Linked DNA regions of Mus musculus: regions 1, 3 and 4 are each linked to region 2. The links are chromatin contacts, called in public HiChIP or PLAC-seq and promoter capture Hi-C maps. All regions are on one chromosome and are shown on one strand. The core of a region is the stretch at or near the end of the contact, and the rest is flanking DNA. Distances in the headings are between cores, read along the strand shown. Region 1 has its middle 110 kb from the start of Kcna4. Region 2 holds the start of Arl14ep (ADP-ribosylation factor-like 14 effector protein). Region 3 holds the start of BB218582 (expressed sequence BB218582). Region 4 has its middle 16 kb from the start of Mpped2.

Region 1 (6,827 bases), core at 2,450-4,949, 430 kb after region 2:
ATTCACAAAGGAACTCACACAATATGTACTCACTGGTAAGTGGATATTAGCCCAAAACCTAGGATACCCAAGATATAAGATACAATTTGCTAAACACATGAAACTCAAGAAGAATGAAGACTGAAGTGTGGACACTATGCCCCTCCTTATAATTGGGAACAAAACACCCATGGAAGGAGTTACAGAGACAAAGTTTAGAGCTGAGACGAAAGGATGGACCATCTAGAGACTGCCATATCCAGGGATCCACCCCATAATCAGCTTCCAAATGCTGACACTATTGCATACACTAGCAAGATTTTATCGAAAGGACCCAGATGTAGCTGTCTCTTGTGAGACTATGCCGGGGCCTAGCAAACACAGAAGTGGATGCTCACAGTCAGCTATTGGATGGATCACAGGGCTCCCAATGGAGGAGCTAGAGAAAGTACCCAAGGAGCTAAAGGGATCTGCAACCATATAGGTGGAACAACATTATGAACTAACCAGTACCCCGGAGCTCTTGACTCTAGCTGCATATGTATCAAAAGATGGCCTAGTTGGCCATCACTGGAAAGAGAGGCCCATTGGACACGCAAACTGTATATGCCCCAGTACAGGGGAACGCCAGAGCCAAAAAAAAAAAAAAATGGGAATGAGTGTGTAGGGAAGTGAGGGGGGAGAGTATGGGGGACTTTTGGGATAGCATTGGAAATGTAATTGAGGAAAATATGTAACAAAAATATTAATTAAAAAAGGAAACAATAACAACCAAGCAATTTCTTATTAGATATTTTCTTTATTTACATTTCAAATGTTATCCCCATTCCTAGTTTCCCCTCCAAAAATCCCCTATCCTCTCTCCCCTCCCCCTGCTCACAAACCCACCCACTCCTGCTTCCTGGCCCTGGAATTCCCCTATACTGGGGCACATAACCTTCACATGACCAATGGGCTAATGGGCTCTCCTCTCATTGATGACTGACTATGCCATCCTCTGCTACATATGCAACTAGAGCTATGAGTCACACCATGAGTTTTCTTTGGTTGTCGACAACCAAGCAATTCTATCTCCTGCATTAATTTGCATTTCCTTTTTCACATATGCCATAATTTTACTTTCTTCCTCGCTTTCCCCACCTACTATACCTGGATGTAGAATAAATCCTTAAGAAGTCATTCCACTTTTCCCCCAAGATTATTCCTATTGTCCCTAAAGCCAAAGGAACATAAACAACTCTATGCCTGTCTACCAGAGGCCAAACTCAGAGATCTCTGGCCTGGCCAGGTAGGAGGGTTCAAGTGAAGGTGAAAAGGCCAGAGCAGGGAGGGGGAATTGCCTCTACCACCTCTGCTGTGCTGCTGCTGTCTCTGCTGTCATTCCACTTATTACAGTGAACTGAGCCAGGCTGAGCTGGAGGAAGGTTGGCTAGCCAGCAAGGGGAGAGAGCAGGCTAACGTCTCGTGGCAAAAGTTCAATGCTATAACTGCTCTCTTACATTCACTATTTGCCTTTTCAAAGGCCATAATCTATCAATGACTGTCTGATTTTAGGGTCTGATAACGATCTGTTTACAGCTGAACCCAATCTCTGTAGGAAGTCAGTAAATAATTCTGCAGGATGCTGTATTACCTTAGTAAATAAGGTGGATTTCCCCCTCTGGTTCCTCAATCATATTCTAAGCTCTTAAAGCTGAAACATGACATCGTTCAGTTATAGCATCATGAGAAAAAATTTATTTTTGTAGGTCAGCATAATGCTCTTCACCAAGCAGTTGGTCTTTAGCCACATTTACCCCTTTACTATATTATGTTACTCTATTTTCATGAATTCATGTGCCCACCACAACAACCATTGTAGTTGCTGGCCAGCTTATAGCATAGCTGACATCAATCCCTTTCAATATAGGCAACTAACTTGATGCTGTGCAGCCCAGTAAATTTGCATTTATTAAATGAATGGACAATGCAAGCCATACAATACAAAAGCCTCCTTCAAAAGCTTTAGCTCTCACATTTCTATTGGATGCCACATCAACTCATTATAGGAATGACCACCATTGCTGGCAGGTATATGCTGCACAAAGACTGGGAAGGTTAAAGGTGCCTGTATAGCCCCAGGCAAAACCTCTGGTAGAACTCTTGGCTGAACACTAACTAATCCTTTATCTACTGCTTCTTGCTCTTCCCCACCCCTAGTCCCACAGAGATGCTCTGGGTACCTAGCAATGAAAGCATGAGGATCAGGATAGGGAGCCAGTTTTCCTTCTAGCCCACTTTGCTTTTTCTTTCATCATGTAGTAATTTTGTGGTCTCAGACACTAAGCCTGACCCACTGCTCTCCTCCTACTGGCTCTTTTCGCATGAGTCAGTGGAAGCAGCCAGAATCAGCTGGAATACCATGAGAAGTTCTTTGGTACATCTCTCTCTACAAAGTGAAGACTAGGGAAGACCAGTGAAGAGCAGTGAAAACCAGTGAGGTAGCTAAGCATTGCAAGGCATAACAATGTAAGAGCTTCCTCTCAATGTTTGTGTGGTTCCATTTGTATTCTTTCTAAATGACATGTACCCTTTCAAGTGTCTGTTTTCAGCAAAGCATCACATGCTTGCTCACAAGACAGCATCCAGGAAAATCATCACATGATACAATGGAGTTGTTAAAGAAACCAGAAATTTCCACTTCACCATTGCCTCACATATTTGAGTTCCTAGTCATCAGAGAGTGACAGTACTTAGAAGGATTAAGGGGTGTGACCTTGTTAGGGTAGGCATGGCCTTCTTGGAGAAAAGGTGTCACTGGAGATGGTCTTTGAGTTTTCACAAGGCCAAGCCAGTCCAGGGGCCCTCTGTTTTTCTGCTACCTGTGATATTGGATGTAGAGCTCTTCGCTGCTCATCCAGCACCAATCTGCCTTTGTGCTGCCATGCTCCCTGCAATTATGAAGATGAACTAAACCTCTGAACCTATAAGCAAGGCCAAGTTAAGTGCTTTCTCTTTTGATAAGAGTTGCCATAGTCATGGCGTGTTTTCACAGCACTCAAACATTTACTAAGACTAATACTGTTGCTGAACACCAAGCACCATTTCTTCTTTTTTATAAATTAAAAACATTGTATATTTTATTTATTAACATTTAAAATGATATCCACATACCCACTTTCCCCTCCCCAAACTCCCTATCCCATCCTCCCTCCCCCTGCTTCTATGAGGGTGCTCCCCTACCCATTCACCCACTCCCACCTCACCACCTTGGCATTGCCCTACACTGGGGTATCGAGCCTTCACAGGACCAAGGGCCTCTCCTCCCACTGAAGACACATAAGGCCATTCTCTGAAGTAGCAGAGGATGGTGCTTTTTCTTCTTAATAGACTTTCAGCTTTCTCATCTGCATGATGAGTCTAAACTAGTTATAAAAGGTTATTCTCCTCTAGGTACTTTGTAATCTGAGGATTCAACCAAATTTTGCCCTCTCCTTCCCTTCTTCGGTTTCTGGCTCTTTTTTTCTCCTTCTTTTCTTCTCATCCCTTTTCTTTCTTTAATTTATTTGTGTGGTAACCTGCTTGATAAATGAGATTTTAAGTTCAGAAAACATGATTATTTAAAAAGATAACCTTGAAGTGTTTTCTTCCTAAAAGGATCTGGTACTCTACAAAGGATGATTCTTACTTCAACAAAGCAGCAACATTACAGATTGCAGCTATCATCACTAATTAGCTACCCCAGATGGAGAACTGCCCCACCCCAAACAGACGGCTGGCCAGCTTCCTACAGATAACTCAGACATAAATAACTCACTCCACTCTTTCCATAACAACATGCCATCTTGCTTCACTTGTAGGAGATGTACAATTGGTTCACTTCAGAATTGGGACACAGAGACTTGCTTCATAATTATGTTTAATATAATTTTATAGCTGTAAGAATTATAAATGCTGTTGTAGAATATTTAGCTACCATAAAATAGAAATAAGTAAATGATTATAGCTCTATCATATACCTACTAGTAGTTAACATACTACTATAACTCTACACTTCTATTTTGAAATATGTATATATTGTAGAAGTTGATCATCCTTCAGCCTGTTAAACTTAATGTTATCAAAGATTTTTTTCTTTAAAACACTTGGCTGAGGTATGACTAGCATATAAAAATAGAATGTGTGTAATATCTACAACTTCATAAGCTTGGAGAAATAAATAACCCTGGGACATAAACATCCTTCTATATCAGTTACTTTTCTGTTGCTGTGACAAAGCACCAGGACAAAGAAAACTTAAAGAAATACTTATAGTATTTACTTGAACTTATTATTTCAAAGGAATAAGAGTCCATCATGTTTGGCAAACTTGGCAACAGGCATCCAACAACTAGTACACAACTGGAAACAGTAGCTGAGAGCTCACATCTTTTTTTTTTTTTTCTTGGAATTTTTTAATTTACATTTCAAATGTTTCCCCCTTCCCAGGTCTCCCCTTTGGAAGTCCCCTATCCCATTTCCCCCTTCCCCTGCTTCTATGAGGGTGCTCCCCCACACTCCCGACTTCCCTCCCTGACATTCCCCTACAATTGGGCATCTAACACCCTCAGGCCCAAGGCATGGAACACCCTCCTACCACTGATGTCCAACAAGGCCATCCTCTGCTACATATGTGGCCAGGGTCATGAGTTTCTCTATGTGTATTCCTTGGTGGTCCAGTCCCCGGGAGCTCTGTGGGGTGGGGTGGGGTGGGATGGTGTCTGGACTATTGACATTGTTGCTCCCCCCATGGGGCTGCAACCTCCCTCATCTCCTTCAGTCCCTTCTCCATCTCTTCCATCTGGGACCCCACACTCAGTCAACTGGTTGGCTGTGAATATCTGCCTGTGTATTTGTCAGGCTCTGGCAGAGTCTAAATCAGGCTTCCATCAGCAAGTACTTCCCGGCATCCACAATAACATCTGGGTTTGGTGGCTGTATATAGGATAGAACCCCAGGTGGGTTAGTCTCTGGATGGCCTTTCCTTTAGTCACTTCTCCACACTTTGTCTCTATATTTCCTCCTGTGAGTATTTTGTTCACCCTTCGAAGAAGCACTGAAGTGCCCTACATTTTGCTCTTCCTTCTTCTTAGGCTTCATATGGTCTCACATCTTCAACTGAAAACGTAAAACAAAGTAAACTAGGAGTAGGTGAGGGTTTTACTCATTTTTCATTTTTTATTTGTTATTTTATTTATTGACATTTCAAATGTTATCCCCCTTCCCAATTTCCCCTCCACAAACCCCTTATGCCCTCCCCCTCCCTCTGCCTCTGTGAGGGTGTTCCTCTACCCACCCACCCACACCTGCCTGAGTGTTCTAGCATTTCCCTACACTGTGTCACGAAGCCACCATAGGACCCAGGGGCTCTCCTTCCTGATAAGGTGATCCTCTGGTACATATGCAGCTGGAGCCATGGGTCCCTCCATTTGTACTCTTTGCTTGGCAGTTTAGTCCCTGGGAGCTTTGGGGTTGATACTGTGGTTCTTCCTATGGAGTTACAATCCCATTATGCTCCTTTAGTCCTTCCCCTAACTCTTCCATTGGGGTCCCCATACTCATTCTGATGTTGGTTGAGAGCATCCACAACTGAATTGGTCAAATACTGGCAGAACCTCTCAGGGGACAGCTATCCCAAGCTCCTATCATCAAGTGCTTCTTGGCATCAGCAATAGCATCTGGGTTTGGTGTCAGCAGATGGGATGGATCCCTAGGTGGGGCAGTCTCTGGATGGCCTTTCCTTCAGTCTCTGCTTCACTCTTTGTCACTGCACTTTATTTTGTCAGGGGGAATTCTGGATTAATATTTTTGAGGTGGGTGGGTAGCCCCATCCCTCAACTGGGGGCCCTGCCTATATGGTCTCTACATGTTCTATTTCCCCTTCGTTGGGTATTTTGGCTAATGCCATCCTTGTGTCCTAGGAACCTCTTAGGTTCCTGGCATCTGGGACTTTCTAGGGGCTATTCCTAGTTCTCCCTCCCCCAGTGCTACCGTCCTCCTTTCAAATTCCTCCCCATCTCCTCATGAATGAGAATGCCCCCTCACCTTATTTTCTCCTCTTCCTCTCTCCCTCCCAGATCCCTCTCTCCTTCTGCTTCCCAATATTATTTTCTTCCTCCTTCTGAGTAGGACTGTAGAATCCACACTTTGGTGTGGTCTTCTTTCTTCTTGGGTTTCATATGGTCTGTGAGTTGTATCCTGGGTATCCTGAGCTTCTTTTTGGCTAATATACACTTATCAGTGAGTACATAGTATGTGTGGTTTTTGTGACTAGGTTCTGTATCCATTCCTCTGTTGAGGGACATCTGGATTGTTCCTAGCTTCTGGATATTATAAATAAGGATGCTATGAACATAGTGGAGCATGTGTCCTTGTTATATGCTGGAGCATCCCTTCAGCAACATATTTCCTTCAACTAGGACCAGACTGCTAAGCTTTTCCAGATAGTACCCCAAACTGGAACCCTTGTACTCAAATACCTGTGACCTGGAGTGGAGGGCATATCATTCAAACCACCACAGTCCTGAATGCTGTAAACCTATCTACTACATTTCATAGTTTGTCTCATTTTCATATTTCCTACTCACTTTTATGATAAGAACATTTAACATAATATCAATGTTGTTGGATACATTTTCTCATCATTTCGCAGCAAATATCTGACATAAACTAATTTATTTTCTTCCATGTTCAGAGATCTCAGCCATTGGCTTCATAGCCTGAGAAGTTGTTGAGAGATAAGAACATCTTGGTGGGAATGGTATGGGGTGGACAATCCTGATCCATTCAAGGCAAGCAGGAAGCCCAGAGAAGCAAGGTACTTGAGACTG
Region 2 (5,968 bases), core at 25-2,524:
CATCACTAATTCCTCCTTCACCTCGGAGGTTTCCATCAACCTATGTAAAAGAGTAAACTTCCAGTCTTTCTGCTTTACAGCAACACCATACTCTGCTACTTGTTAGTGCATTATATGCAAAGCTCCAAAGGCAAGGCACTACCGGATTCCCTCAACAGCCAAGGCTTCTCTAATTAGCAAATTCTGACACTTTACTCTTTAGAAATTTTTTGAATAAACACAAGGTCAGAAATTCCTAGAGTCCCAAATGGCAGACTCTCCTTGAAATCGATGTGATCGGATCCCACTTCTCTGCAATGATCCCCACCACAACCCCGCGTGGGATTCACTCATTAATGCCCCTACTCTCTGCCAATGCCTCAACTCATCAGACATAATCAACAGCACTAGGGTAGAAAAAAATTTAAAACAAAACGAAACAAATGAAACCCTCAACCCACCAAAGTGCGTAACTAAATATCACACGGTTAGAACTGCGAAGATTGTGAATTTTAAAGACGGTCTGGAGAGATGGTTCCAGAAGACCCAAGTTAATTCCCAGCACCCACGCCGGTGGCTCAGACTATCCTGTAACTCCAGTTTCAAGGTAATCCGACGCCCTGTTCTGATCTGTCGGGGCTCCAGCCACGCACTGCTGGCACATACATACTGGCAAGACATCCATCCATACAAAATAAAGTAATAAAACAAAATGTTTTTAAAGTTAGACTTGGGAGGCAGAGGCAGGCGGATCTCTGTGAGTTCTAGGTTAGCCTCGTCCACATAGAGAATTCCAAGTCAGCCAAGACTACACAGAGAAACTGTCTCAAAAAACAAAACAAAACAACAAAACTTAAAAGCCCCAGGCCTGGTTACTCGTTTCTGTAATCTGAGCTACTCAGGAGGGGCTTGATGAGTTGGAGGGTAGTTTAGGACATTTGGCACGAGTGAGTCCTCACAAAGAAGCTGAGGATGAAGCTCAGCAGTGGCGAGGCCCTGGTTCAAATAAAACCCTGCAATCTGATGCAGTGGCGGACCTACTGTGTGCAGGGTAGAGCCGGGTGCCAGGCTGCTACAAGCCCCTTCCGCCGTACAAGCCTCCCCTCCCAACACTCCTCCCGGTTCACCGCGGCCTCCCACATTCAAGTGCCATCGGTAGAGTCCACTCACAGCCCTACGGCCCGACCCGGCCCGGTCCACCTGAGCTGCCACGGGTCTCCGCTGGGCTCCGGAAGCACCGTCTCTGCACAGGCCAAGCTCGGCTTTCCACACCACCGCCGGCCCCGCGCAGAAACCGAGAGGACGGCGAGGGCGGCTAGAGAGACCGCTTGTACCATGGAGAGGAACCAGGAGGAGCCTAGAGCGGAAGCCAGCCCGGAGGCCTCCGGAGGAGGAAGGGCTGGGTGCGGGGGACAAGGGGGGATGACTCAATCCAACGCAAGAGTTGCTTCAGTTGCTCGCCCGCCTTGGGGAACTTGTATCCTCTCCTGAGGTTGGGGAATTGGGAGGCTCTTGGAGGCCCTTAGCAAACACAGGTTTCCTTTACTTCGTTTGCAAATCTGTTCTGTGCAGGACACCAAACAAACGCACCTAGATAGCCCTAATCCTGGAGGAGAGTTAAATGCAACTCAAGGAATGGACCTTTTATTTAAAGTCTCACATTTTATTTTTTGATCCATTCCAACTAAACATATTCTAAAACGCTCTCTCTATTATATATTGTAAAAAAAAAAAAAAAGTCTAGATCTTTGAGTAAAAGGTACACCACAGGAAATTAACCTTTACATTTTGGGGGTGGAGAGAAGAGGTGTAATCATTGTTGTTTTGAGGTGCGTGAGTTTTTGTTTTAATTTTGGGACAAGGTTGCAGCCAGGTAGTTGAGGCTGGACCCTAGAACTCTATAGGTAGTCCACGCGGCTATGAATATAACGTTTTCTTGGTTTTGAGAATTTGACACATATGGTGTGTTTGGATCAACTCCACCTCCAGTGATGTCATCTAGAAGTGCAGGACTGGGTTCGGTTCTCTTTGTCAGCTCAAGGATTAAAAAGGAGGACAGCATTACCTGAAATTTTTGGGTGTCCCTGCAGAGTCAACATATGATAACCTAGGAATTTGGGTTCCTTCCTGGGGATCTTAGTTTTATTAATAAAAGAATAAACTAAAACAGAACAACTCAAGGACAACTTATTAGAATTTTAAAAAGAAAACCCAAGAGCAGGCAATTTGTTAATCTTTAAGTTGTCCCAAAGAGGAAGATGTAGAGTATAAATATGACCGGCCTCAGTGGCAGACAGCCTTGGGGTGAGAGGTGGAACTTCCGCAAAGAGGAGGAAGTCTAATGCTAAGTTAGAGAGCTCTGGCCAGCACCTGAAGGAAAAAGATGGAACAATAAATAGTTACACAGTTTTTTTGTCGTGCCTCAGAAAGCAGGTCAGACCCATTGAGGTCAGCCAAACCTAACCAAGGCTCTGCTCTTAGGACTGAATGGGGCATTGGAAGGAGTCTGGGAAGGGAAAACTTGCTCTTAAGCTGAACCTACCTTCCTAGTAGATGTCTCCCAGCCAGACCCTGACCTGCCCCATTGGATTAGACCTTAAGGGAAGAGACTAGGGCATGCCTACAGCTAGGCAGAGATTCCACTCCCTTCTACCTTCTCTCACGTAAAGGCAGGTATATTGGGTTTTGTTTTCGTTTGCTTGTTTTTTAAAAACCCAGAGTCCATTCATTGCTGTCAGTATTTGCTATGTGAGGCTATCCATGAAAGAAAATCAGGAAATGCATCCCTGAAGAAAATTGACTCTCTTCACCAATAGGCATCAAACATCAAAAGCTCCTCAGAAGAGTGGGATTTCGTGGGGTCCTCTCTGTTAGGTCCAAAGTGGCCCCTTGAAATAGTGGTGCTGGTGACAGTGTCCTAAACAGAAGGACCCTGGCTAGGTACTTAGAAGCCTAAAGGCAGGAACCTCCCTTAATCTTTCAGGAGCCTCCTTTACCCTGCCCTGAATGACAACTACCTTGGGCAAGGTATCTAGTTCTCAGCCAATGTGAGCGGCCTACATCAGCTCAAAGATGCCCTTCAGTTGCTCCCCTTATTCCCCAGTAGTCTTGATAGCTTGGTCACCAGTAAGCCCTTCTTTGTGTGGAGTGGTCTAATTCAATGGTTTCACTCCACCCTGGATTCCAAACAGCTGTGTCATTTGGAAGTCTATAAGACACCCCCACCCCCCACCCCAGCCAACAACTTGAAGAACAGCAACTCATACCTAGTACTGGGTAGGCAACGTATGAGGTTATTTTAGATGTCTCCAAAAATGTGACTGAATTAGGGCTGACAAAATTGTCACTTTAGATATATCATGATAACAGTTTTTCTCGTCTGATTTTGACTGCAAGTGACCCTCTGTTCCACCATATTTTCTATTTATTTTAACTTTGGCATGCCTTATAGTTTACTAACTTACTACATATATTTAACACAATTCTGCCTATGTTTCACAAAGTGCACGCTTACTCATATCCTAAATTTAAAACATCCCACAAGCTTTGCATTTATCTCCTAAGCTACTCGCATACTTACTGGCTACAGTTACCACTTCTTATGAATTTCATCCATCCTTAATTAAGCTGCAAAGGCACTCAGCATCATTGGAGTGGAAGGCTTGGGGAGGCAAGTAGAAGACAAATGGTGTCCTTTTCATGCTGCATTAGCTACTGTGTTTTATCCTGATGAAAACTGTAAAACTTTTTAAAAAAAGGAGTGTGGAATGAAGGAGGGGCCAGGACCCAGAATCTCTTATGCTGATGCCAGTGCCTCAAATAAGGCTATGTCTCTATGGGGCTAACGGGGTTTAGGGTAAGAAAGCTTCTCTTCCTCCTGGTTCCCCAACCTAAGCATCATGAGGTATTGGGTTCTGTCCTTTAGGAGATGCTAACTGGTCCTTGGGAGAGTAAGGTTGAGAGACTCCTAAGCATCCTATAATATATAGGATGGTCCCTGCAATTGCTAACTGACTCAATATTTCAAGCATTTGAAACCCTAACCTAAAGGAATGAGGAAGGCTCACTGAGGATAAGAGCTGATCAAGAAGCAGAACTGGGATCTCCTGGCTGATTAGATAGAGATAATGGGAAGGGGAAGATGGTTTTGGCTTGTGGAGCTGTAGCACAGATGGAAGAGTGAACCAGAATGAATGAGTGGAGCGAAGGCTTCCGGTGTTACAGGAGCTGTGCTTGTGATAGAGATAGCAGGTGAAGAGAGTCAGGATAGAGGATTCTAAGCTGGAAGATGCAGGTTGGGAAATGCTAGTCTGTAATTACTGCTGCATCCTTAGGGATGAGGTAGGTAAGGGCGAAAAAAAGTTAGCCAGTGAATGCATGGTGTAAAATGAGAAACAGTACTGCAAATGAGTCTGGAATCCTGGGCCCTCATTTGTTATCCTAAATCAGATTCTACAGATAAAGCCCAGGAATATAATGTTCTGCAAACGCCCTTGGGTGGTTTTGAAGCATAATGAAGTTTGAGAACAATAAATGGAGACATTAGAAGAGCTATCTGAGAAGGAGCAGGAGGTGAGGTATCAGGGAGACTACAAAGGCAGAGTTCCCACAACCCAGCGAAGGAGATCGCTGAGAACCAAGCACACAGAGTTCCCACAATCCCTGGAAGGAGAGAACCAAGAACAAGGCTCTCTGCTGAAATAGCTGCTGCAGGCAGAACTGAGAACAAGGCTCTCTGCTGAAATAGCTGCTGCAGGCAGAACTGACCAGCTCCCTATATTCCCAGGTATAACGTGAGTCAAGGCAGAATCACAGGTTTCTAGGAGCGACGTGAAAGGGATGAAAGGAAGCAGGCAAAATTAATCTTAGAACTTTATTGTTTACAGGCATGGTGGGGTCACGTATGTAATCTCAGCAACGGGGAGGCCTGGGCAGAAGGATTGTTGCACATTTTAGGGTAATCTAAGCTACCATGTGAGGGGCTTTGAGAAAAACAAAATGAGACATCCCCCACGCAAACCAAGCCAAACCAAAGAAAACGCTCAAGGAAAAATGATACATATTGTTTAACCCAGCCTGTCTGAGACATTTTAAGATGTAATTAACATAAAAGTGTGCTGCTTTTCTTTCCCATTAAAACCTGGAAATCTCATGTTTTATACCTTGAACATTTTTCACTAGACACATTTCAGGTATTCAGTAGCCACAGAAACCAGCACAGCTGCGGACCTATATATGGAGAAGAACGAAAGAAAACTGTGGAGAAAAGAAACTACGAAGAACAAAATAAATGCCTTAATTGTATAAACGCACCCTAGGGGGTGCAAGAAGACCCTCCTCATGAAGTGATGGGAATTGAAGCCGGATGTTTTTTCAATCTTTATTATTTTATTTATTTATATTCCTGCCATAGCTCCCTTCTCAGTCCCTCTTCCCATAGTTCCTCATCCCATTATTCCTCCCTCTTGCCTCCAAGAGGGTGCTCGGCCCCCCTCACCAGGCCTCTCCCTTTCCTGAGGAAAGGAACTGAGGACATGGGGCAAAGGTAGTGAGTGACTTAGAGAGAGATGGCCTTGGAGTGGTCCATGGACAATTGAAAGGGGGTCAATTTATTTAATTGATTTCCAGTTTTGTAAACGTTCCAACTGAATTTTAACACCACAGAGGAGAGTTTGAGGCCTGCCTATCTATGACGTATGATTTTTGGTTCTGTATTTCCCAATATAGAACCAACTTTCCTGCTGTAGTTCAAGGTCCAGGAAGCACCAGTGTCCCCAACACCCAATCACTCTGCACCCCAGTTATCATTCCTTGTTACCCAGGTAACCACCATTCTAATGCCATTTACTATAGACTAATTTGGCAGTTATTTAAACTTTGCAACTGTATGACATGTGGTTTTCCAGACTTAGCTTCTTGTGTTTAAACCTTATCTCCAAAATTCATTCATATTGTATGTACTGACAATTCCTTGTTTTTGTTGGTAAAA
Region 3 (6,000 bases), core at 2,608-5,107, 320 kb before region 2:
AAGTGATAGAGGCAGATAATTCATGTCAACCCCTGGTCTCTCCATATATGAACACAAACATGCATGCGCTCACGCACACACACACACACACACTCGCACATACACACCAACACAAGCACACAAACATGGACACACACATTCACTCACTCACACATGCACATACACACAAACACAAGCACACAAACATGGTTACACACATTCACTCACTCACACATGCACATACACACAAACACAAGCACACAAACATGGACACACATACTATCACCACTACCCAACCACCCACCAATGAATTTAAAAATAAGTACAAATAGCATATTGAAATGTGTTTAGATTTCTTATCCCTGGTTGATTATAGACATCCTCAGGGTTTGTCAGGAAAGCTGCCTCTTTTTATGAGCAGTGAATAAATACCAAAATTAAGTACTTAAAGTTGGCTTACAATACACCTCGGTGCAGAGCCAATAAATTAATAAAACGTGATACATTTTCAGATCCCTCGAGGGGAAAATCCACAGCTAGCAAGGAGGCAAATTCACAGCAGCATCACACAGCAGTGCAAGCTAATTTTTCCATCTCCTGTGTGGAAAAGCTCAGATGATTTTTCACTGCCAACCCCCACATCTATACCTCTTAAAAAATATATATGTTTCTTAAAACATATTTCTTCATTGAGATTTTCATGTTCTCTTTTTTTTTTTCAATTGCTTTTGAAAAATGCCAACTTACAAACAAGAAGTGCAGACTGCTTTTATCCTATTTAGTCAAGGATTTTCTGCGCATTCGGTAATCAGTGGGGTACACTTATCCTGATGTTGGGCAGGGAATTGCATCCCCAACTCTTATTACCGTTCATAAATTATTGTTCCCATATGCACCATCCTGAAAATGGACCCCAATGGACTTTCTCTGGGCTCTGTACTCCTGAGGTTGGTAGTGTTAGGAATCTCACCAGAAGTCTGGAAAAGACCAATTAAAAGGCAAATTCTCTCTTCTCATTCCAATAACTCTGACCAAAGCAACCTAACATAAGGAGATAAAGGTGAATTATTTTCTACGTTTTCCATAAATTTTAAAATATATTTTACTACGGAATGTAGCATAGTACCCCCAGAGAGTTCTGTTTACAAATCATTTAAAGAAACATGATGTACTCAGCTAGCTCTCTTAATTATAATGACCTTGGGTATTTTTTTTTTTCATTGAAGGAGTCCTGGTGGTTCAAGTTTGAGCCAGCAGAAAATTAAATGGGAACATTGAAACTCTCCTATTTTTTTAAGGTACAGATTAGACACTTGATGTGGGAAAACAATAATCAGATCAGGATTGAGTCTCCCACATCATAAAAAAAAAATGTTGCGATATACTTACTCATAGTCTGGAAGACTTCACTTCCGGGGAGAGGGGCCACCACACAGAGACTCAAATAGGGGTCCAGGAGGGTGTGAAATCAATACTGACTTCTGTTGATTGAATTTCTGGGCATTCCAGATTGAACAGGGTGCCAGTTCTGCCCTCCAGGGACTTCCAATTCAGCAGGACAGCTTTAAAGATACATCTAAAAGACATTTGCTGCCCTGAGGATGCTGGATTCTTTAGTAAAGTGGTCCTGGGTATTCCAGCCTCATTTCCTTCTCATTGTTTTTCAAATTTAAAGCATTGATTTAACTATCAGAGGAAACATTTTCATTTCTTTTGCTCTATTTGTAAGTGTTGTCTCTTTCCCCACCCCCCAAAGCTTTCTTTCTGAGGGGATCTTTATTAAAACAGCTGCCACAAAATAACATAAACACATAATAATATACAATGCCTAACTAAACAAAAAGAAATACTATAGTTCAAAGGAAAGAGAGAGAGGGAGTGAGGGAGAAAGGAAGGAAGGAAGGAAGGAAGGAAGGAAGGAAGGAAGGAAGGAAGGAAGGAAGGAAGGAAGGAAGGAAGGAGAGAAAGAAGAAAGGTTGGTCACTCCCACAGAGGAAAACAAACAAATCATTTAAAGACATGCAACTATTTTTCAACACTAGCAGTGAACCTTCCTTCTATTGACCTAAAGTATGTCGTACTGGTGAGCAATTTGTTTGTTTGGATCTATTTTATCTTTATTAGAAAGGTTTATGGAGCTTTTGATGTTGCAGAAAAGCACAATATAGAATGAACCAAATATCATTTTCCCAGTCCTGCGTGCAGTGCGGGACTTGGGGCTGTTTACAATCTAGCTCTTCAGTGGTGAAGCACTACCCAGTGTTATTAACATCGTCTCCCACAAATTTCTCTCCCAGCCTAATACCTCATTCTGATTAATGGACTAGTAGCAGGGACTACTTCCAAAAAAAAAAAAAATCTGTTTTGCTTAGAGTATCTATTTAGATTCAACAAAACAAATAGTTGCACATATTAAGGAATATGGTGTTTTAGAACAAAGAAAGCAGCCAAGATTACAGGAAAGTTAACTGTTCCCTGGGGAGAAACCCTAGTGTTTAAACTGTTTCATCAGCAACAACTCGGAAATTGTTTTAATGGTGTTTTGAACATCTTATCCTTGTAAAAATAATGCCTATGCTCACAGCACACAGTGGATGAAATCTAGGCTTCAAGTTGGGCAAGTGGGTGTTTGTGGGGTGCAGCGGCGCTATTTCTATGCTGTCTGATACGGATAAAGATAAAGGAAAGCACAGAAACAACGATTGCCTTCAGACTGTTGACGACAACAAACACTTTTCAGGTTCCAGAGACAATTACCTCCTAGTCCCAAATTACTGGGCAAAACCCACATCATAAAACCTATGTAATAGCAGCCGATGAGAAATCACACAGGAAGGGTAACTGAAGCCCTCTGTATCTGTAAGAACAAATCTGTGCCTACAGAGCTCGCTCGCTTCCTCTTCTCAGATGGAAACACCTTATCCCTTTTTTCTCTCCTGATAATCTAGACCTCCAGTTACAAATGGAGGCCCCTAAATATTTGAGAGGATGCACTTTCCTTACATTCTAAACTTCACTTTACCCTCCTCCTGTGGGGCTGTAGGGGACAACAGGGAGACACTATACTACCTTCTGATTTTTAAATAGTGCTGAGGCTGTGGGGTATCACACATTTCTGCTTTTGATATTAACCTGACAGTAGCTAGGAATTCATGATTATCTTAGTGTAAGAGAGAAACCTTCTCATAAATTTAAAAAGTAAAAGTAAATAAATTATCCCCACTCGATGCAGGCTAACACCAGTAGATTACCTTGAAGAAACTTCGAGATTGTCATAGGGCGGAATTCACACACACACACACACACACACACACACACACACACACACACACCCTTATTTTAAGCTAGGGTCTTAAGTCTGAGCCACCACCGCCTTGGAATGTGACAGTCTCTCCTCATGTGGTCTAAGCTACCGACTGCTGTTGCGTGGGATCTTTCCCTCTGCCTTGGTAAAGCCTGTTTGAACTAGCCTGTGTTTGGAGGCAGAAGTTCTTTGGTAAAACGTATCATTATTTACGTACAAGAAAGCGATACGTTGTCTCTTAAATTAATTAGAAAGTGGTCTGAAAAGGATTTTTTTTTAAATCAACAAAAACCAGAAATCTTCGGGTAAAGAGGGAAAGAAGGAAGAAAAGGTTCAAATACAAAGCTGATTGTTTGCAGAGAGCCTGCCGCTCCTTTTGTGCCTAACTGAACCACGCCAGGAGCCCTCTTGAATCTCTACAAGAATACAGTTTCAGATCATCTGCATTCAGGGCCAGAGTCATGGCCCTGGAACCGATAATTGCCTCTGACAGGATTTAATTACCTTCTCCAGGACCTTTTCTCTGTTTGATTGGAGACCACCCCCTGCCTCCGATCAAATCAGACAGTAATAACACGCTGAAGCGCAGCAGCCAATCACGAGTCAAGTCTGAACAGTGACCTTGCTGAGCCGAAGCTGATTGGTGGTGTCAGCCTTGTCAACGGTGTCAGTGAACCATCAGACAAGAGCGAGCGAGGGGGGAGCGCAGGAGAGCCTGGGAGATAAGAGGCCCGCATTAACGCTAATGGAGGCTGTCAGCATTCAAGGCTCCAGGCCTCCTTGCTGGCGGCCTTGCACAAAAAAAAAAAAAAAAAACAAAAACAAAAAACAAAAATATGGAAGAACTCACACAAGTCTAAAATACTCAGAAGAGGAACGAACGCGTTCGTTTCTCCAGTGTGGGGAAATCTATTCAAGGTATAATTCACATGCAATTCAGATAAAATGACAGATACAGGCACAGTGTGTGACAGAATAATTTTTTATGAAAAGAAAAAAGGTCCCACAGAACAACTAAATGTATTTGGGGCTGCTAGGGACTGAGGCGGGGCCGTGGGGCGGAGGGCGGGGGGTGGGACTATGGGACTTTTTCATTTTTAACTATAGGACTGAGAGACATGGGTGTGTAAGAGGCATTACAAAATTCTGCATTTAATACCAAGCTGACTTACTTGCTGTATTATTTATGACTGTTGTAGTGTGAGATATAAGCCTACGCATGATCTTAAGGAGGACGAATACATTCATTAAATGGCCAACTTTTATGTATCTATCATTTTAAGACTGTTTATAGTTATGCATAATTCTAATGACTTGTATATATGTATATATCCCCACGAAGACATAAAACTTGGCTCACCTCTGTTCCTTTTGTAAATCTGGTTATCCCCCCAAAACAACATCAGGACATCGTGAACTCAAATAGACAAAAAAATGTTTCCAAGCAGCTGAGCCTTGGAGGAAAACACTGTATCATTAGGTCTGTACTAATTTAGAATTTAATTTATTCATTACATTTTTCTATAAACTAAGTAATCTTCCTTGTTACATTTATTTTGTTTATGACTCATTTACCTCCTTCCAACTCCAGCAAGAACTATGAAAACAAATTTACAGGAGCTCGTTGGATATTTATTAAAGAGTCATCTTCAGCTACACTTAGTAGAAATGAAGGATTTACTACTTGTATGCAGCACACCTTTTAAATAAACCTTTTAAGAAAGTTTGGTCACATCCAATTCTCTCTCAAAAAAAAAAAAAAAAAAGAGTTTTTTATGACTCTGTACTGTAGCCAAATTCTCTGTTACTTTTAAAATAATGTCAACTCCCGCCAGTGTAAGGTCAGCTCCTCTGTCATCTACATTGAGAGATATCTTTGTACCATGTCCTGCATGGTGGTGGACTTCCATGGAAATAGCCCCTGCGGAAGATTAGTGGTTTGTTTTTTTATTCCTCTTTATTTTTTATCCACCTACTCACCAAGAAAGGCATATTTAAATAAAGGGTTTCCTTCAAATCTATGACTCTTCTCTGTGGTAGTCATGAATGTAAAAGACCATTTAATTAATGTATAAATAAATCATGTTTTTATATTAGATGCAGTATGCAAAGGATTTGGTAAGATGAGATGAGTTTTTTTACTTTTGAGGGTTTTTTTTTTTTAAACAAATCAAAGGAATATAGCATCACCTTGAAATTGTTCTTCCTTTTTGGAAACTTAAGATTAATACAAGTCATCTGGGGGAAAATATACATAAGAAATCAGAAACGTTAGAGTCCAGGTCTGGCTTAACCATTGTCAAGCTGACCACACTGTGTCAAACTGTTTTGTTTACATGAGTGTTGGTATTCTTGGCTATTTATAAAACGCAATTAGAATGAGGTTACCCCAAGAACTCAAAGTTTGTACAATGCAAGTAGCATCACCATGGAAACATGCTAACAGTTGTGACTCTCGGGAACTGTCGGTTGTGAGCTGCTAGGCTCTGCTGCATCAGGCCTATCATATCGCACACTCACAGACCACTGCTCAGACCCAAACACACTTGACCAGTATAGAAAAGTAGATAACACCTGTCACTATCGCTGTCAACACTAGAACCAAACACGCCGAATCCCTTGGCTCTCTCCCATCCCTACTTTTTGCCACTTGGAATTAATAAGTTGTACTCAGACAAGAGCTGAAGTGTTATTGAAACAGTATGACAAACTTTTCA
Region 4 (6,729 bases), core at 2,279-4,778, 300 kb before region 2:
CTGGAGAACCTGTTGACTGGCTGAGCTGGCTTGATCAGGACAAACTACCTTTCCTTCATGCTTCCCTGAAGTACAGTTTCCCAAAACTCCTGATGAAAGAAAAACCATCAACTCTAATCTCTTTCTCTTCTTAACAAGCAGGTATTTTCAATTGAATATGTGCCATATAATGTCACGTGACGTGGTGAAGCATAGATTATCCTAATGGATCTGGGAAACGTTATTTAAAAAAGAAAATCTGGGAACAATTCTCACAATTTGACTCACTTGCAGTACTGGGATATCTGTGTTTTCTCCCCACAAATGACTAGTGTTTCCCTTGGATATTTCTCACTAATGTCTAAATATCACGGTCCTGAGCGCTGGGCTTTTTCTAGAAGCAGCAGGTAACATAGGTGTTCTTTTATCAAACTCTGGCAACGGCCAATGGAATGTTCACACTCCAGCACACCGCAGCCGCTCTCGCTTTCGCCACTGTGATGCCAGGCAGTGAAAGTGGAGAAGCTGAGACTCACTCAGGCTTGCTTACTTACAGAGCTGACATAAGGTGTCTATTCCAGGTACTTTAAATGTGCTCTATTTTAGTCAATGAAAATTCCTTCTTTTTTTTTTTTTTTCTGGGCAGAAATCCCATATGCTTCCCGTAGTTACCTAAGGATCTTGGTTACAAAAAATAGCAGCAGAAAAAGAAGCTGGGAACAATAGTCATTTAGAGAAGAGGCACAGGGTAAAGAGTGTTGTGGGGGGAGAGAACAAGTTAAACTTCTAGAGAAATCTTTATGTTCAGTGAACACATGTGAATACTGCCAACCAGCTGTAGCTCTGGCTTAGTGTGGGTGGCTCACAGCCTGAAGGCTGAAGTCACACTGTCCAGGTCCGGTTCCTGGATGCAATTGGGCTCCTAGGTAAATTGCCAGCCTCTGGGCCCTAAGCCACTTGTCATTGAAGCATTGTGTGGGATTGAGTTAAAAGGGTTCACCGTGACATCACAGGTGAAGCACACAGGTGCTGGTTTGGATTAACACCAGCAAATGTCACCTACAAAGCGGTGGTTACACTCCAGTGATTTCTTTTGTAGCTATTACAGCAAGACTTTCAGAGACATAGAAACAAAGTCTCTCCTTGACAACATCGTCAGAAAAAAACTCTGAGGAATGATGAGTTCAGATGAAGCCTAACTAATTGCTAAGTGATTCACAGACCGACTCAGCAGTGGGTACAGCCTGAGAGCTGCTTCGTTTCACCACCCAGCCAGGTATGGCCAGGTCATTCTTTTAGCTCTGTGAACATCAACTATTGATTTAATCTCCTCAAGTCCTGGTTTTCTGATTTTAAAGGTGGGAATAACGACACTTCCCCTGCAAGACTGTCATAGAATAAACAATAATAACTACAAGGCTGTTAGGCACATCACAGACATTCAATGAAAAGCACTTCTTGCACTTAAGAGGGGCCAGGTGAAGTAATAGATTATCAGGGTTTAATATACATCCAAAAAAACCTCTCACACTTTGAAGTCAAAATTAGAAGAAAAAAAAAAGCTTTACATATAAAGTAACATTTGAAAACTTATTTAAGTTCTTCTGGCCACCTTTAATTTTTTTCTAACTATTATAGACATTTAAATTTTCATAATTCCAAGAATATTGATATTATGTTCATATTAAGATTTTTAAAAGTCTACTCCTGGGCAAAATATATAACTCAATGGTAGAACACTTACCTGACATGCAGGAGGCCGTGGATTCAATCTTGAGTATACTGCAGGAAGTATCCATCCCTGGCCACAGCCCTCCAATGGTCCTCACTCCTGAGCCCTTACTGTGCATCCCTCAGGTATGTCATCTGCTAAGCCTGAACCAGGAACACTAGTTATCTGGAGTGGATATAATTTGTAGAAGTAAGTACAGTAAAAATAAAATAGTTTATAATACTTTAGCATCATGGAACTTTTATTTTTATCGAGAGATGAGAGCAAGAGAGAGCGAGAGCGAGAGAGAGAGAGAGAGAGAGAGAGAGACAGAGAGAGAGAGAGAGAGAGAGAGGTTACTAGAGTGTCAACCAGGGACTATGACCAAGCGTGTGTGTGTTCCTTGCCCTAATCCAAATCACTGGGGAAGAAGTGAAGAGGGAATTCCTTTCTTACAAGGAGAGTTGATGCTATTCATTCATATAATATTAGACATGTACTACCATGCGCTTAAACTTCAACATACCTACGACAAGCACTTCAGAAAGGAAGTGATTTTTCAAGGACTATGCTTCAGGGAAAGGTACACACATGTATGTTACAGGAGGCCAGCCATTGCGCCGTGTGCCTTCAATCAGCACTTGGGGGTTTGGCTCACCTTGTCTATACAACAAGTTCCAGGATACAGATAGAAACCTATTAAGTGATTAAATGTAATTTTTAAAGGAAAAGACTGTCTAGGATGAAGGAGCAGAACGTGCAATAAAGGGGAACAGCAGATGAGGATTGAAGGATAAGAACGCCAGCCTGCCTCAGACTGAAGGAGAAGCCTGAGGACCTGACGTAGTGTCCCCAGAATCCATGGCAAAAGATGATCGTGGGTGGTGGGCCTGCAATCCCAACGCAGGGAAGGCGGGAGACCCACAGGTTCACTAGCCACTCAATCTAACTGAATCCAGGAGCTCTGGGTCAGTAAAAGACCCTTGTCTCAAATAAATAAATAAATAAATAAATAAATAAATAAATAAATAAATAAATAATAAAGTGAAGAATAATAAGTAAAAACGACCTGACATTTTTCTCTGGTGTGTGTGTGTGTGTGCTTGTGTGTGTGTGTGTTTGTGTGTGTGTGTGTTTGTGTGTGTGTGTGTTTGTGTGTGTGTGTGTGTGTGTGTGTACACTTATGCACACATACATGCATGTGTGCATACACTCAGAAGTGGGGAGAGAGAGAGGGAGGAGAGGTAAAGGGAAGGCTTCTACCATTGGTGTGGGGCCAGAAAGCCATGCAACTAGGGGAACCAGTTCAAAACAAGAGTGAGATTAAAAATGTGTCCAACCCCCCAAAATCTTGCCCTGAGACCGGCAGGGGTAGGAACTTTCCTTCATTGGTCTGTGCCTAAATGTTCCAGGGCATGTAGCCCCTAAGATCCTCACCTCTGCCTTCCTTGAGGGAGTCATGCAGACTGGTGGCCAAAATACAAGTGTAACACTCTCTCCTCCCTCTCCCTCCCCCTCCTTCACCCCCTCCCCCTCCCCCTGTCCAGCCAGCACCTGGAATTTGTCTTCATGCAAATGAAGCATTACCAGCACCTTGGTACTAGCCAATAATGTACACTCACCCCCAAAACCCATTCCCACTCCTCAAATTCTATATAGCCCTTCTTCCCCCCCAATTAGGGAGAGCCAATTCACTGAAAACTGCTTCCCACGATGGCGATTTGGCATGTCCCTCAGTTTTAGCTATGTCATCTACTCAGCATACCTCTGCTGCCCTCTGATACTGAGACTTACTGGGGCTCTTCTTTTCTGAGATTTCTAATTGCTTCCTCATTCCTAAAGGTCCTTTCCACATTCCTCTCTAGATGGTCAAATCTCTTTCTATCTCAGAACTTTCACACCTGCCTAGCCTTCTTCCTTCCTCCCTTCCCCCTCCTACTTCAGGCTAACTTGTATTCAACCTCTGCTCACCCCCATGCTTTCCCACTGTGATGTAAATGGGCCATGGATCCACCAGTCTTTCTCAAGCCTAACTTGATTGATTCATTGCTAGAAGTTGGGAATCTTCTGTACAGTCATGTTAATCTTCGTCACTTTGTGGCTTTTCCTTCCTTTGCTCGTGGTCACAATGCCTGTGCATAATTTTGACATGCTGTGTGAGCATTATTAATCTTATCATGTCCAAGAAGTAGTGAGAAGAATAAAAACTCCAAACTGGTAGCATATTATGATGGGGGAAAGGTGAATGCTGGCATTCATTGCTCTGGGCACGACTGTCAATTGTATGAAATTGCTTTAAAAATCTGAAGTAATAAGCACAACTAATTTGGTGAGCTGAATGTATTTATTCCCCCAAAGAGTTTTTCTGGTTTGTCATCATATTTGGATTTTTCCTTACTTAAAGCTCTGTACAACTAAGGAATCAATTCTGTTTTGTTCAACATGGTGTCACTGACTACCTCACAGCAACCTCAGTGATGTCTGGTGCTCACTACTGGAATCTGGACAGACTTACAGATGGTTGTGAGCTGCCATCAAGGTGCTGGGAATGGGACCCAGATGCTCTGCTAGAGCAGCAAGTGCTTTTAAGCTCTGAGCCAATTCTCTAGCCCTAGGAAATGGGTTCTTAAATAAGAAGATATTTAGCTGTATCTGGGCATGTGGTTGTTTATGAAGATGGGGATTACATTCTTCAAGAGTAAATAGATAATGACCTAGCAAGTCCACTATGTATATACACCCAAAAATGGAAAACAGAGACTCCAATGCATAGCCATAGACCTACCCATGTTCACAGCAATTGTATCTATAATAGTCAATGGAATCAGCTCAAATGTTTTGTGACAGATCAATAGATATAAACTAAATAGCGTGCATACATTCAATGGAATATCTTCAGCCAAAAAAAAAGCAAGTTAATCTTAACATAGACTGCAATACAAAGAGAGCTTGGAAGACATCATGACAAGTGAAACGAGCCAAGTATGGAAGGATGAATATCACGTGGTTTCCACATATCCACTTATATAAGATACCTAGAGGAGTCAAATTCATAGACGTGAAAAACGATGCTTACCAGGGGGTGGCTGTAGGAGGGAATGAGAAGTTACAGTTTCATGAGTATAGAGAATCAATTCTCAACCTGCCAGCCATGACCCCTTTGGGGGGTGGATGACCCTTTTACTGTGGGTAACATATCAGACTTCCTGCATATCAGATATTTACATTATGATTCATAACAGTAGCAGAATTACAGTTAGAAAGTAGCAATGGAAATAACTTTGTGGTTGGGGATCACCACACCATGAGCAAGAACCATTGGACTAGAGTTGCATGTCATTGTTGGAGAGCCTGACAATGGTAAAGGTTGTAATGTCGATGAGCCCTCTGCGACTGAGTTATGCTCTTAAAATTACTGAGCAACATTTAAAACGATATATTTTTGTTTTTTCCTTTGAGAATTTTGCACATGCATGCCTGTGCTGTGATCCTATATTTTTCCCAACTACCCCTCCAACTGTTCCTGGATGCCTCCTAAATCTCCTTCCGAATTCATGATTTTGGTCCTTCCCCGTCCCCCAGAGTTCAATTACAGCTGTCCTTATGAGCCTATGTGTGAGGGCGTCTGCTAGAACACCAGTTTGCTTCTCCATTGCTGTGATAAAACATGGACAACAAAAGCAACTGGGCTGAGTTCGAGGCCAGCCTGGTCTACAGAGTGAGTTCCAGGACAGCCAGGGCTATACAGAGAAACCTTGTCTTGAAAAAATAAACCAAAAAAAAAAAAAAAAAGTGACCGGGAAGGAAAGGTTTATCTGGTTTACAGGTTACAGTTCATCTATGAAGGAAGCCAGAACTCAAGATGGGAGCCTGAAGCAGAAAGAAGCCATGAAGGCTTGCTGCTTGCTAGTTTGCTTTCTTTGTGGCTCATAGTATTCTTACACAACCCAGGACCCCTACCTTGGGATGGTACTGGGAACAGTGAGCTGGACTCACTTACATGGAGTAGCAATCAAGAAAAGGGTCCACAGCGTGCCCACTAGCCAGTCTGATGAAAGAAAGGCCTCAACTGAAGCAAGCGCCTTCTTCTCAGGTGTATTAAATTGACAACCAAGATTAGCTGTCACAACAGTCAACCAAGTCATCAGCAACCACACACCAAGAAAAACCCGATTCCCCTCCCCCAGCAGCCTTAAACTGCTGATAACTCCTGGAGGTGGGGGCTCCAGCTTGGAATGTGGACTGACTTGATTTTTGTGGAGATCAGATCTTGTGCAGGCAACTGTAAGGGTTGTGAGTTCATGAGGACAAAGGTCCAGTCATAAATGCACACATGGTTTTACTTCAATCCTTCTCAATCTCTGGCTCTTATTATCATTCTGTGCCCCCTTTTGTGATGTGCCATGAGCCTTGTGGGGAACGATGTGTGATATAGATGTCCCTTAATGGCTGAGCACCCTGAAGACACTTATTCTCCACAATCTGACTAGTTCTCTCTGAAATAAACACTGCCCCCTGCCAAAGACACTTCTCTGATGAAGTCTGAGGCATCTCACACACTTACTTATTACATTGTAATAATAAGACTCAGGCTGCCGTGCACATGTAAGGAAATTGTTTTGGCTTGGTTTTCCTTTCGTCATCAACAAAGCCTAGAGCTATGTTAGAAACAGTCATGTCTCTAACATGAATTTTTCACATTGAAGGCTACTTCAAAAGCTTATTAGCATCTTCAGCAGGCAAGGCATGGGTTTTACTTGCATTTTGTTTTTAAAAAAATATGATAAATATGGAAATTATAGAAACAAATGTCACCTGAGTGGATTATTACTACCTCCCTGCCACAGCTATAATCTTTGTCCTTATCATATAGGTTTGATAGAGCTGGGAAATCCAGGAATTAGAAATGCTTTCTGACTGGAGATCTCCAAAGCACTGTTGTTGTTGTTGTTGTTGTTGTTGTTGTTGTTGTTGTTGCTGTTGTTGTTGTTGTTGTTGTTGTTGGTGGTGGTGGTGCTGCTGCTGCTGCTGCTGCTGCT

What was found. Promoter capture Hi-C pulls out the DNA fragments that hold promoters and counts their contacts. HiChIP or PLAC-seq counts read pairs in DNA pulled down with a chosen protein or histone mark. Capture Hi-C pulls out chosen DNA fragments and counts their contacts.
Region 1: a contact with region 2 is called in a promoter capture Hi-C map of hippocampal neurons, with 3 times the contacts expected there. The contact joins the enhancer-like site here to the promoter of Arl14ep in region 2. A contact is called at or near these places in 3 of 39 promoter capture datasets (the 3T3-L1 cell line and hippocampal neurons), 1 of 15 datasets of contacts at CTCF or cohesin (the NIH/3T3 cell line) and 1 of 484 Hi-C or Micro-C datasets (cortical neurons).
Region 3: a contact with region 2 is called in a promoter capture Hi-C map of pancreatic islet, with 6 times the contacts expected there. The contact joins the promoter of BB218582 here to the promoter of Arl14ep in region 2. A contact is called at or near these places in 10 of 39 promoter capture datasets (cranial neural crest, embryonic stem cells, frontonasal cranial neural crest and 6 more), 6 of 115 datasets of contacts at active chromatin or transcription factors (embryonic limb bud, embryonic stem cells, fetal liver and 1 more) and 2 of 9 other capture datasets (embryonic stem cells and pancreatic islet).
Region 4: an H3K4me3 HiChIP or PLAC-seq map of embryonic stem cells shows a contact between it and region 2, with 17 read pairs. The contact joins the enhancer-like site here to the promoter of Arl14ep in region 2. A contact is called at or near these places in 7 of 39 promoter capture datasets (cranial neural crest, embryonic stem cells, maxillary cranial neural crest and 3 more), 1 of 484 Hi-C or Micro-C datasets (immediate neuronal precursor), 6 of 115 datasets of contacts at active chromatin or transcription factors (craniofacial prominence, embryonic stem cells, fetal liver and 1 more) and 1 of 9 other capture datasets (pancreatic islet).

Annotation. Positions count from the first base shown.
Region 1 is chr2:107,396,947-107,403,773 of GRCm38.p6, forward strand. No RefSeq gene overlaps it. Among named protein-coding and RNA genes, the nearest start is that of Kcna4, 110 kb to the left of the region's middle. Within about 2 kb of position 3,700, at least 5 of the 459 cell types and tissues checked have an H3K27ac peak or open chromatin away from gene starts, as enhancers often do. A contact at or near this core is called in hippocampal neurons, where this site is marked.
Region 2 is chr2:106,973,123-106,979,090 of GRCm38.p6, forward strand. It overlaps Arl14ep (ADP-ribosylation factor-like 14 effector protein), which reads right to left and starts at 1,275. Exons shown (of 5, transcript NM_001025102.2): 1 at 1,150-1,275.
Region 3 is chr2:106,646,507-106,652,506 of GRCm38.p6, forward strand. It overlaps BB218582 (expressed sequence BB218582), which reads right to left and starts at 3,858. Exons shown (of 7, transcript NR_137201.1): 1 at 3,788-3,858; 2 at 1,369-1,555; 3 at 847-956.
Region 4 is chr2:106,673,998-106,680,726 of GRCm38.p6, forward strand. No RefSeq gene overlaps it. Among named protein-coding and RNA genes, the nearest start is that of Mpped2, 16 kb to the right of the region's middle. Within about 2 kb of position 3,529, at least 11 of the 459 cell types and tissues checked have an H3K27ac peak or open chromatin away from gene starts, as enhancers often do. A contact at or near this core is called in embryonic stem cells, stem cell-derived epiblast-like cells and trophoblast stem cells, where this site is marked.